2 separate regions of the Mus musculus genome follow, and region 2 is linked to region 1. The links are chromatin contacts, called in public HiChIP or PLAC-seq maps. All regions are on one chromosome and are shown on one strand. The core of a region is the stretch at or near the end of the contact, and the rest is flanking DNA. Distances in the headings are between cores, read along the strand shown. Region 1 overlaps Cdkal1 (CDK5 regulatory subunit associated protein 1-like 1). Region 2 holds the start of E2f3 (E2F transcription factor 3).

The links. HiChIP or PLAC-seq counts read pairs in DNA pulled down with a chosen protein or histone mark.
Region 2: a contact with region 1 is called in an H3K4me3 HiChIP or PLAC-seq map of pro-B cells, with 4 times the contacts expected there. The contact joins the promoter of E2f3 here to the enhancer-like site in region 1. A contact is called at or near these places in 2 of 484 Hi-C or Micro-C datasets (large pre-B cells and spermatogonial stem cells) and 2 of 115 datasets of contacts at active chromatin or transcription factors (the 230-238 cell line and pro-B cells).

Annotation. Positions count from the first base shown.
Region 1 is chr13:29,724,913-29,727,704 of GRCm38.p6, forward strand. All of the region lies in intron 5 of Cdkal1 (CDK5 regulatory subunit associated protein 1-like 1), which reads right to left. Among named protein-coding and RNA genes, the nearest start is that of Cdkal1, 130 kb to the right of the region's middle. Within about 2 kb of position 1,434, at least 28 of the 459 cell types and tissues checked have an H3K27ac peak or open chromatin away from gene starts, as enhancers often do. A contact at or near this core is called in the 230-238 cell line and pro-B cells, where this site is marked.
Region 2 is chr13:29,984,709-29,987,500 of GRCm38.p6, forward strand. It overlaps E2f3 (E2F transcription factor 3), which reads right to left and starts at 1,355. Exons shown (of 7, transcript NM_010093.3): 1 at 592-1,355. The coding sequence starts at 960.

The sequences.
Region 1 (2,792 bases), core at 184-2,683:
ACTTAAACAAACCAAATTATGCTGTACTGTATAACTGAAAGCAGGTTTCCTCATTATTACCACCGTCCATTCTGCAGCGGAAAGTGAAGCTCAGCAGAATCATACAGAAAGGGAGCTGAGGCTGCGCCAATTAGCCTCGGAAAAGCCATACTCAGAACGTGCCTCCATTGGTTCACTGTTGTTATCTCCCTAGGGAAAGCTACATAAAATGTCTATATGTATCCATGAAAAACGATACACAGCACTGTAGCAAGTGGAAAACCCTAAGCTAATCAACCAAGGCCTGCTGATTAAACACTAAGTGTGAGGCATGTGGGGTGGCCCACACCCACACATATATGGGCAGCACAAATGAGAGCCTATGCATCATAAATTTAAAAACCATGACAAGTCTGATCCAGAGATGCAGGTGAATCTGGAAGGAGTTGAAAGTGAATATGATCAAACTACATTGTATAAAATTCTTAAGCAACTAATAAAAAATAAATTTTAAAGGAATACACGCACACATACACACACACATACACACACACACACACACACACACACACACACACACACACACACACGAGAAACAGCTCAGTGGTAGAATGTCTGCCTACTATCCATAAGACCCAGTACCACCCAGCTCATACTACTGGATAGAACAAAACTGACCTGAGATAATGTGCTCACATAATCATAATAAGGAACCCACCACATTTATCACTAACTCATTAAGCTGTGGTCACTTAGAGATGGAGCATGCTGTGACTTCCACAGTGTGGTGATCTGAATGGGAATGGGTCCCAAGGCCCATGTTTGAACTCTTGGTTCCCCATGGGTGGAATGCCTTGGGAAGGATTGAGAAATGTGGTCTTCTGTGTTACAGAACCAAAGCTGCAAGATTGCCATGACATGGGGCAACAACAGGATATCTAAGAGACGGTGAGGATCCAGGGTTGATGGGGTAGCAAAAGCCAGAGGCTTCTAGCCAGACCACAGCCTCACTGCAATGAACATTTCAGGTAAGGCTATTTGGTGTACTGTGTGACACACCTTATCTTCCACGGCACGATGTTTTTTCTGTATGTATCTGATTTTGTTTTGTTTTTGCTTTTTGTTTGTTTTCTTTGGGGGCGGGGATGCAAGGGTAGATTTGGAGAGACTGGGAAATGATGGAATTTCCGTGCATGATGTGAAATTTAAAAAGAATCAATAAAAATATTTTCTAAAGTAATTTTAAAAATTCAAAAAGAAAGAGAGAGAAAAGTGTGGCCTTGTTAGAGAAGATGTAGCACTATGGAAGAGCACTGACTACTCGCCCCCCCCTTCGTCCCTCCCTCCTCACCCCTCCCACTTGAGCACATAGATGTCAGCTTTCAACTGTTGCTCCAGTACCATGTCTGTCTGCCTCCTGGCACACTCTCCACCATGATGGCCCCAGTAAGCTCTTCCTTCTGTAAGCCATGTGGTCATGGCATCGAATCACAGCAATAGAAAAGTAACTGAGACGAGTGTATAAAGCACAAAAGCAGTTTCCAAGTGACTGGTGATATAGACATTTCCGTGTGACTTTAAAATATTGTATTTAACAACATAGACATTAAAAATAAACCAATATTTCAATTAAAAATAAATAAGCAGAAATTTCCCAGCAAAAAGAGGAAGAGAAATAAAACTGTGGTTAGTGTCCCTACATCCTTTTGAACCTTCCTATTTATCTCAGAACCCACATAAAAGTGGTTTTTAACCCATGGCATATAAACAGGATGTCACAGTTAGCTGGAAGAACCCTGATGAATGCTTTAGGGGAGAAATATGGTATTTGGTCTTCTGATCATCTCAGAAAAATAAAGTGGTGTTTCAAACCAACTAATTAAGGATTTTGATTAAAGGGATTTTAGACATCATTAAATAATTGGGTGCCTTTCTACATTTTGATGGCAATAAATACTACTGAGGAGACAGTTAAGAGTTGGGAGGGTGCGTGCCTAGGATACACCTGTGCAGGGTCTCTCATGTAGTGTGTCTGGGCAACCTCATTACTCCCTTTCTGAAAACAAAACTTTAAGCTTTAAGGAGCTGGATGCACTATAGCATACACAGCCAGCCTCCCCAGAGGCCCATGTGTTCAAGGCCTGTTTCTCAGGGTGGTACTACGAAGACAAGTTGTTAGCTTTGAGGGTAGAAGCAGGTCTTTAATTCAGTGCTGACATGCCTTTGGGACCCTGAGCTCTCCTTTCCCTAATGTAACTGGTATTGTCCTGCCTAATACTCTTTCTATGACATCCTAAGGGCCAAACTATACCTTTCTTCTCTGTGAGTTATCTGTCCTCAGTCACTGCTAACTGATACAACATGGTTCTGGAAGAAAGCTCTAAACCAACAGTATCAAGAGTTCAGTTTAGATTCTGCCTCTGTGGCAAACTGAAAGAAAGGCAGATCTTGTCTCCATCCTAGTTTTCCCACGTGTTAAATGGAAACTGCTAAACCCTGTGGTTCATACTGGCAAGAAAACTCTACAACTGTAATAGGAAACATTTGCCTTAATAGGCAGTAATTACAACCAAAGCCTAGTAATATTAAGAAGAAAATATTGTAGGAATGAGTGAAATCCTTAGATTTTCTTTTCTAAATGCTACGGTACTAAATTAGTTGCAAAAGTTCTTTGAAAGCATCCACAAAACACTGCAAATGGGAATTTGGAGGGAATCCATGGCAGACACTGAATGATGGGAAATCACTTAAATTCTAAACAAGAAAACCTAAACTCAAGGTACCCAAGTCATCATCCAAAGAGTGAGAGATCA
Region 2 (2,792 bases), core at 105-2,604, 260 kb after region 1:
AGCTCCACCTCCCCCACCGCGATACCCGTCCACCTCCCAGATCCCCTTTGTTGCCTGGAGCTAGGTCCCCAAAGGTGCCAGGCACTGGCGCCCCTGCGCTCGGAGCACGCCTGCGGGACCCCCAGTCGCCCAGGGGCAGCAGAGACAGGAGAGGAGGCTTGCACGCCTCGGGTCCCCCAGTTTACATCCTCTGGGGTCCCCCACTCTCCAGTGCACTACTCCCTCCCCCACCCCCTTCTCCATCCGGGGCGTGACCCCTTCCTACGCCCGAGAAAGAGGAAGCTTCGAGTTGCAAGGGAGGGGAGAGTGGGGGTAGGGAAAAGTGCAGGAAAAGAAGTGGAGGGGGGGGGGGCGCGAAAAGTTTTGGAGTGTTGGATGTGGTTCTCAAAGAGGGACTCCCCACTGCCCCGCGTGCCTGCCCAGGCCCCCACGTCCTCCCAACGTCCGCAGGAAAGCACCCCGAGTCTAACAATAAGCACACGCTGGAAGGGACAGCAACGAGGCCCACGATGCTCAGCCTCGCGCTCCCGCCGCCACCGCTCCCGGGAGCCCGCCTCCCACCTGGGCTAGGGACGCTGAGGAGGGTATTACCGGTGGGCCACCGCCGCCGCCGCGTCCTGGTGCTGGTGGCTGCTGCAGCAGCCCGACTCTGCTGGAGGGTCCTTGTGGCGTGGTGTAGAGGCTGCTGGCGGCCGGCTCCGTGCCGGGGACACTGGGGAGAAGGGGGCCGGCGGTCAGGGCGCCACTTTGGAGGGAGGTGGCACAGGACGTGGTGGAAGGGTTCGTAGTGAGGATCTGGATGTACGTGCCCGGGGCGGCGGCGGCGGCGAAGCCGGGGCTGGCTAGCAGTGCCCTTTTGTCCATGGAGGCTGCAGCGGCGGCGGCGACGACAGCCGCCCCCTCCCCACCCCCGGCGGTCACCAGGTACTGCTCCAGGGCGGGCTGGATCCCCTTTCTCATCTCTCGCTCCTGCTCTTTTTTAGTGTTACGATATATTAACGTATTGCTTTCAATTTCTTTTATTATTTGCAGCCGGAGTTTCCAAGTCTCTCCTTCTCGCCTCCCCTCCCGGCGCTTCCGAACCCTCTCTCTCTCTTTTCTTTTTATTTTTCCGCACCGCACAGGCCCCGGGGGCCAAAAATAATCGGGGGTCTGGAGAGAGGAGGGTCCCGGCCGCACGGATATCAGGCCCCGAGGAGGGATGGAGGCGTCGGGGGCAGCCGATGCAACGGATTGCGAGGCGGTGGCGGCAGCCCGGGTGCTGCGGCCGGCAGCTGAAAAATGGCTCCAGGAAGCTGCTGCTGACAATGAATGAAGGGATACGGTTTACGCGCCAAGGTCCTCCCGCGAAACTCAGATTTCCCGCCGGCTTTTCAAACCATATTTGCATATCTCCGCCCCTCAACCCGCCGAGGACTGTTCCCACAGTCCATTGGATCCCTGTCGCCTTACTTCGGTACCAATCCTGGAGCGAGGTCGCCACTGGCTGTTTTCCATTGGCTGCCATACACCATGGTTACCGGGGTGACCCGGGCTCTATTTGCATAGAGCAACCTGACTGGCTGGAAGCAGAGCAGGCTTCTTAGGAGGTGGGGCAAAGTCCTACTCTCCCACGGAAAGCCACGCCCATTCCAGGCCCCTCCCTCGCTCCTACCCGCGGGGCTGGCTCTGATGACCTGGGCAGGGACTCTGCCTCGCAGACTCAGTGTGGATCTAGTCTTGAGCGCAAGTTTCGGTTTTGGAAATTGTCAAGGTGACACCCTCAGGGACTTTGTTTCCTGTAACCAAGCAGTGTAGTAAATGAAGAACTGGTAGAAATTCCCCTAAATATGTGTCAAAGGCAAGTTGGACCCGGCCTGGCAGGTGGAAAACTGAGCCCTTTAAATCCTGGGTTTCTTCCTTCCTGAAATCCAACCAATGACGTGAGAGCGGATCCGGAGGCCAAGGCTGATAGACAGAAGCATGTGGGCAGACAGAACCGTGGGGGTAGAAGGTTCAGCTGACGCGACTGCAGGCACACTTTAGTTCATATTCCAGATCATTCCTGGCAGCTTCATGATTAGCCCGATTTCGATTTAAGTAAAAATTAACTCTTTGTTCAGTGAACTCTGACTACAAGTATAGGTTTGAGTCTAACAAGCACCCTCTCTGGCCCAGAAACACCCAGGGGAGTTAATCAGGGCTAACCTAGAACTGATCCGCGGGTTTTTAATCCGCCATGCAGTAATCCAAAGTAGTACAGGCTTTTATGGTGACGTGGGACTTCCAGTGAAAGCTGCCTGCACTCAGCTCTTTACAGCCTCATACGCCAGGAAATTCTTAAGCAAACAGCAAACACTACAACGCAAACCTAACCCGATATGTTTTAAAAGAGGAGAAAAATGTATGCATATATATGTATATATGGAAATCAGAAAATGTCAAGGAAAATGAAATCGTCGAACTGGTTTCTATATTAAAGTAAATACTCACGGATCTTTAAAATGAGCATTGTGGGGCTGGAGAAATGGATCAGTTACTTACATAAGTGAGGGGACCTATATTTGATCCCCAATACTCACATTTAAAAAGCTAGGCATGACCGCGTGTATCACTAATCCCAGAACTGGGAGAATGAGACCTGAAAACTCATTGGGGCTTGATGGTCAGCCAGTGAAGCCAGTTGGGAAATTCGAGACTCACTGAGCTATCCTATTCTGAAAACTCAGGTAGAGAGCTACTGAGGGAGACATCTGAGGTTGACCTCTCTGGCCTCCACAGGCACGTGCATATGCACAAGCGTGTGCACTCTC